Linked DNA regions of Zea mays: region 1 is linked to region 2. A link is a contact called in public Hi-C data. All regions are on one chromosome and are shown on one strand. The core of a region is the stretch at or near the end of the contact, and the rest is flanking DNA. Distances in the headings are between cores, read along the strand shown.

Evidence for each region. A called contact is a pair of places that touch in the nucleus more often than the background predicts.
Region 1: a Hi-C map of leaf shows a contact between it and region 2, with 2.7 times the contacts expected there. The contact joins the enhancer-like site here to the promoter of LOC100383630 in region 2. A contact is called at or near these places in 7 of 25 Hi-C or Micro-C datasets (ear, endosperm, leaf and 1 more).

What each region holds. Positions count from the first base shown.
Region 1 is chr1:305,178,592-305,181,918 of Zm-B73-REFERENCE-NAM-5.0, reverse strand. No RefSeq gene overlaps it. Among protein-coding and RNA genes, the nearest start is that of LOC109943814, 3.7 kb to the right of the region's middle. Within about 2 kb of position 1,883, at least 6 of the 20 cell types and tissues checked have an H3K27ac peak or open chromatin away from gene starts, as enhancers often do. A contact at or near this core is called in leaf, where this site is marked.
Region 2 is chr1:305,094,358-305,098,003 of Zm-B73-REFERENCE-NAM-5.0, reverse strand. LOC100383630 reads left to right here and starts at 1,965. Exons shown (of 12, transcript NM_001366826.1): 1 at 1,965-2,413; 2 at 3,381-3,566. The coding sequence starts at 1,976.

The DNA of each region.
Region 1 (3,327 bases), core at 634-3,133, 84 kb before region 2:
GCCGCTTTTCTTTGTCGAGTGCTCTCTGGCACTCGGCAAAGAGGTTTGCCGAGTTTCCGAGAAAAAGCACTCGGCAAAGAAGGCTTTGTCGATGCACTGTTTGCCGAGCCTTCTTTGCCGAGTGCTCTCTGGCACTCGGCAAAGAGGTTTGCCGAGTGCCCGAGAAAAAGCACTCGGCAAAGAAGGCTTTGTCGATGCACTGTTTGCCGAGCCTTTTTTGCCGAGTGTCACACTCGGCAAAGCCTTTGCCGAGTGTTTTTAAGGCTTCGCCGAGTGCTTCAGGCACTCGGCAAAGCGATTGATTCCGGTAGTGGCTATATGTACATCAGGTTACTAAAGCCAAAAATAGTAGTATGTATATTATTTTTTTAGGTCACAAAGAAGCTTATGTATCCACCATTCACCAATACAATGAAAACGTTCTAGATCCAACTAATTGATCTACCTAGTTATTCTATGTTTTATATAAATATATTATTTACAATACATATGATTACCTTGATTACAAAGATATAATTTTCTTTCACCTTTACAAAAATAGTACTATATAAGGGCATCTTAAAAAAACTAAATTTCACTCTCTAAATTATTATCTATTATTTGCATAAAAATTACTTTATATATCTTTTCAATAACAACAGTAAAATGGCAGAGTTTCGACGGCTCTGTTATGTCTTACGGCCTCCTAGTCGGCCGTCGGACATAAGGTTATATCCGATGGCTCAGGGTCGGACATAACGTTATGTCCAACGGTCTCCTAGACGGCACATGCATGACACATGTACCGTCGGCCCATTTAGTCCGATGCTAGGCACAGATAGCCCATCAAGCCATGGCCTGAGCTTACTCGCCCCAATCTAGTCCACCATATATAGATCTATGGCTGACTTGATTCTCACTTTCATGCTATTTTCAAGGTGTGTTAAAAAAATGAAGAAAAGCGTCCAATAAAAATAGGGGGAAATAAGTTATTTTCAAACTTTGTTACAAGACGAGTCGTGGACCGTTAGACATGATAGTCTAGTGTGACACATTTAAAACTAGTCAGACCATGCATGTATTTAGGTTTCAACCCACGAACGGACACGGCACGACCCGCTATTTATTTGTGATGTGCCTCGGCCTGGACCGTGACGGGCTCGGGCTGTGCCGCATTGGCCACATATAGGCCCAGTTGGCTAGCTATTACGCGTATTTTCCACTTTCAATCGTCTAATGTTTTTATTTTCCACTTTCAATCGTCTAATGTTTTTGTGTTTGGTGATACGAAGCCTGCACCATTCTCGTGCAGCTTGCCCACATATCCTATTTGTTTTGTCTTTTTTTTAGCTTCTGACCACCAAAAACTGTTGCAGAGTGTCAAATACACTAACTTTGTAGCCCGATTTTATAAGAATCGTTTTGTTAAAAATCGTTCAAAATCAATATAAACACAGAATCGATCAAGTCATTACGATTGTGATAATCCATTGCTTTCTAGATCTTGAATCATTTGGACTACTTCACCTTCTTTCGTACATAATTCTCACAATATTAAGATCCTTCGCATAGCCAAATTCTCTCTACAGCTAAAATTTTAAAATAATTGATTAAAAAAGCTCAACCAAATAGACCCATTGCTAGCCCCGGCATCCTCCCGATAGCAAGCTAGGGGCAGCCGCTTCGAACAGATTTTTTTTGGGGGGTCTGGAACATGTCATATTGTCACGTGTTTCGTTGAAAGGTTACGTGTTTCCTTCTCGTCCCATCGTCTCTCTCCCTATCACTGATATACATGGGTTCCGCCGCATGTCATTTTGTCCCTCCTTCCCCATCCTCCTCTTCGCTCGGTGCTGGCTCGCGCGCCCGCGTGGCGGTGGTGTCTGGTTCTCGCCTGTACGTGCCGGTTGCTTGCGCGGCGGCGATGGCGATGGCTCACCAGGTCGGTCGTCGCCACGTGCCCGCATGCATGGTCGTTGCTCGTCGCCCGCGTACCGACGGCGGCATTTTCTACCTACTATACGGTGGCGACCGCTATCCTCGAGAGTTGCTGGTTGCTTTCTCCTCGTCCACCCCTTTCGCGAGTCAAACGATCAGATGGCTCTGAATCCCTTCTTACTAATGAAGTAATAGGAAAATTTGTGGAATGTGGTTGTCCCGTACTACTCCCTCCGTTTCGTTTTAGATGTCGCTGGATAGTGTAAAATTGAACTATCCAGCGACAACTAAAAAGAAACGGAGGGAGTATTCACTATGGGTGATGTTTGATCTTTACATATGAAGATAGTACATGCACTGATGATATTACCAATCGATCCTTATTTTGTCCTTTAACTTAGACTTGTCAATATCTGGGCACATGTTGTTTCTGTTGAATGAATTAATTAATGTGAGTCTGGCCTAAATTAATATTCAATAATATCCGATGCTAAAGGCTTACTTTAATGCTACAATGTACTAGTATTTTAGTATCATATCGGAAGTTTAAAGGACACTTCAATCAACTTAAATAGGTGTATCTATTGAGAAACTAAGAAAGAATGAAGAACTGCCACATGCACGCCGCTGGCCGGGCTGGGCCGTGGTAGATTGGATATTGGTTTGAATATTCCTTCCTAACAGTTGCACATTTTGCCTAGAGTGATGACCGTCCATTACTACTGTGTTGCGTCAGTTTCTCGCTGGCTGTAACGGTAGCTCTGATGGCAACCGTTACTAGCCATTGGTCTTCCTCTGCGCGTGTATATATACAGAGGAGGTGAGACTGCTTCGGGTTACAACAATACGTACGAACACCGAACATTTCTCGTCCCACCTTCTGCGAGCATAGAGTGTGGGAGAGCAGGCCTCCGAAATCGTCGTACGCAGAGCGACACTTGCTTGGGTGTGCGAGCGATCAGGTTTTTGGGGAGCGTACTCGCGACTGCTCGCTTCGTTCGCTCGACCAGCGCCGTTCGAGGGACTATACTGCTTGCATCGACTGCGTACGACTATATCGAACATACACACGAGATATCTCGTTTGAATGGAGCCACTGATGCCTTAAGCATCGCTCCCTCCGCAGTGTACAATCTGTTCTTTATATTTGTGCATATTTTACTGTTGTTTACTTCTTATGTGAGTAGTGATACATATGCACATATATGTCATCACATACATCACTCTGATTTTCTGAATTAAATTAAAACTGAAAATGTATATTTCCCTAACGGTTTTCTTCAGTTCAATGGGCAACCGAGATTTAGAAATTAATAGATGAAAGTGACTTTTAATATTTAGTTGGATGTCAATTAAGGCTATTTATAATGGGAGTTTCGTGGTACTCTTTCCAACGTTGTCACATCATCA
Region 2 (3,646 bases), core at 716-3,215:
ATCATGTGTATCTCAATATAAAAACATATTAATCCACCTAGAGTTACTCACCCTAATGTATATGTGGACTAAATCATGTGTATCTCAACATAAAGACATTAATCCACCTAAGTTATCACCCATTCACCAAAATAAATCAAGGACCTTTCAATCTCTCCCTTCTTCGTATTGATGATAATTCTACAAACAAATAAAAACTAAGCATAATCCAAGGTAGCACTTAACACTAGTGTAAATTGCTAAATTGGATTGGATTTTATGTGGCTTATCCAACTTTTAAGCTTTGTCATTATGATATATAAATAAGCACCATAAAACTTTATTTACTAGTGATAATTTCCCCTACATAGCTACATGTGTGCTTGGATGATTTAGATTCAAGCTTACACACATGCATGAGTGTGAATTTTGTGGGAAAGTTATCAATGATGCTAAGGTATACAAGATAAAGATGTACCTTTGTAATATATACACTACTCATTAAAAACATAATAATTATGCGTCGTGCCACATCAGAGTAAATCAATGGAAGTTCGGAGATTCAAGTGACATAACATTCAAGTTCGGGGACCAAAGTGACACAACATGGCAAGTTAGAGACACTAAGTGGCTCCGACGTGCATGTCATATCTGCATCCGGTTTTACAAATCCAGCTTTAGATGGTTTTGTATGGGGTGACAAAGTTCGAGGACCTATTTATTTGACTGAATTCAGAATATAAGTGATACATCGTGGACCTATACTTTACTGAATCAGAAATTCACAATCGCCCAACGATGATCGGCGACGGTGTGTAGGATATGACACGACTCGTGTATGGCCTTAGGCCTTGGCATGATGGCATCCATCTGAATGGGAATGGGGCGCTGCTGCTAGTCAGCTGCGGGGTGGGCGGCACTGGGCGACTCATTGCATTTGCTTCTCGTTTCGTTTGGCACTGTCCATCGGTGTGGGACGGCGCTGCATGATTCTCGTTGTCGTTGCAGGCTAGGAGCTGCAGCGAGTGAGCGAGTGATCTGACCTGAAGCCGATGCGAACGCAATGCCCATGCCCGCGTTTAGCAGCTTAGACCTATTGCTCCTTGTTTTCTTCCATTCCTTCTCGTCCGGGCAGGCTTCACTTCACTCACTTTAGTCGTAGTTGTTTTTCAGCCTAGATATTGAACCAACTTGGCTTGGCTCTACTCGTTAAGCTAACAAGCCACAAAATCAGCTTTACTCGACTTGTTTACAAGATCAAGATGACTCGTTTAGCTTACGAGCAAGAAAAAAAACAATATATATAATAATCAATGTCTAGTTAAATCTAACTAACTTAACAATAGAAAATATAGTTTCACTAACCGCATTAATGTAACCCTAAATTAACACAACCATCACTCATCAATACAGAATTCACACACATGTTCATTAGTTTAATCCACAACTATATTTACGTAGAACAATTTAACACATATTCGTCAATCATTAGTTTAACTCATAGATCATAGATACCACATATATATATAATATGTTTATCAATTTATTAGTTATTTACGTAAATAATATGTATATAGTTTTATTTTACTAAAATATGATAGCTCGTTTAACTCGTCAGTTGGCTTGTTAATAAATTGAACTGGATCGTTAACGAACCAAGCTAAAATATCAAATAAGCTCGTGAAAAAATTTAAATAAGTCAAGCTGACTACGAATCGAACGAGACAAGCCACAATCATTTTGCCCGCCTCGTTGACTTTATGAGTTCAGTGCAGTTCGAGCGCCGCCGTCCAGCACCATCTTCATGGGCCGGAGAATTGTACGGGCCGATTTAGTCAAGTATGAGCCAAGCCCACCAATAAGTCGACAATTCACCGCCTTGAGCCTTTTCTTCCCTCGCATCCTCCCCTGCGGCCCTGCCTGACCCTGCTCTAGATCTCCATCGCGCGCGCGCAGATCTCAGTCCTAAGTCTAGACCTCTATGGCGGACCTCGTCATGGCCCCTCCGCCGGCCATGGACCTCTTCGGGGAGCCGATCGAGGCGCACCCTCCCTGGTTCAAGCCCGACGCCTTCCTCCGCGCGGGCTTCGACGCGGACGCCTACGTCGCCGAGCTCCGCTCCTACGTCCCGCTCGACAGCCTCGCCGCCGAGCTCCGCGCCCACCTCGCCGCGCTCCGCGCCGAGCTCGTCGGCCTCATCAACCGCGACTACGCCGACTTCGTCGGCCTCAGCGCGCACCTCAAGGGCGTCGACGCCGCCGCGGCCCGGATGCGCGCCCCGCTCGCCGACCTCAGGGACAAGGTCGCCGCCTTCCGCGCCGGGGCATCCGCCGCGCTCGCCGCGCTCAGGGAGGGGCTCCAGCAGCGGGCCGCCGCCACCGCCGCGCGCGAGCTGCTCGAGCTCCTGCTCGACACCTCCCACGTCGTCTCCAAGGTACACCCACTCCTCTCTCGCGGGCGGCACGCCTCATGCTCATAGTTATATATTATGCATATGCTAGCAGTAATGTGGCTTACTCGGCAATCCCTTTTTTGTTCTAGTTTCATGTTTCGATCAAGTTAGTGGAATTTGAGGCACGTTTAGCGTCACATTTCTCGAGTCAATGCTCCATGCTAGGACTAGAGATGGCACTGGGTACCCGTTACCCGAAACCCGGTGGGTTTTTCTCTGTTAGGGTATGTGTTTGGGTCAATTTCACTATCCATGGGTTTGTTAATGTGTTCAAATGAAACCCAACGGGTACGTGGGCATGAGTTTATTCTTCCACTACTCATACCCGCAAACCCATGGATTTTTAAAACCCACCTTAAAATCAACATTCCTTATAAATATGTCTCGTAATATTATTAATTGAATATCTTCTAATTGAAATAAACTTCATGTAACAAATTTTAGGCTAAAATTAGTTATCACTTGTTCCTTTTATGCTAGTTTATTAATGTATTGATTGTCATTTACATGATGAATTATTTTTTATATTGATGTTAGTGGGTATGGGAAACCCGTTGGGTACCCGAAACCCGCATGGGTATGGGTTTGGGCAAAATTTTATACCCGTCATGGGTATGGGTTTTTTAGCGGGCACATTTTTTCTTCGCGGGTATGGGTTTGGGCAAGTAATACCCAACGGGTTTTTACCCATTGCCATCTCTAGCTAGGACACTGCCTTAGGGGTGCTGCATTTGCCGATTCATCATCGTTATTAGAGGCCATATGGATATGCTGACCTAATTACCTGCCTACCCTTAGGGTCAATTGATACATTTGCCTAACTCAAGGTTATTGTTAAAATGAATTTATGTGATATACTCCTCAGCTTATTTTCTCATCAATTGTACGTCTAGATAGAGCTTTGAGCCTTATCGTCTCACTGCTCCTAAATGTTTGTATGATTATCCAGGTTGAGAAATTGATCAAGGAACTACCAACTGCACCGTCAGATTCATCTAATGCTGAAATTCCTATCAATGACACTGGAACACCAAATGGGAAGGCTGGGACAGGTGTCAGAGAAACACAGAGCATTCTCCTAGAAAGAATTGCCAGCGAGATGAACCGTCTTAAATTCTACATTAGTCATGCAGAGGTTTGTGTCAGCATCTTCTGTTGGTCCTTGGGATCCTTTAACATGGAAGTACTTTTTTTTCTTTGCTTCAGTCGCTGAGA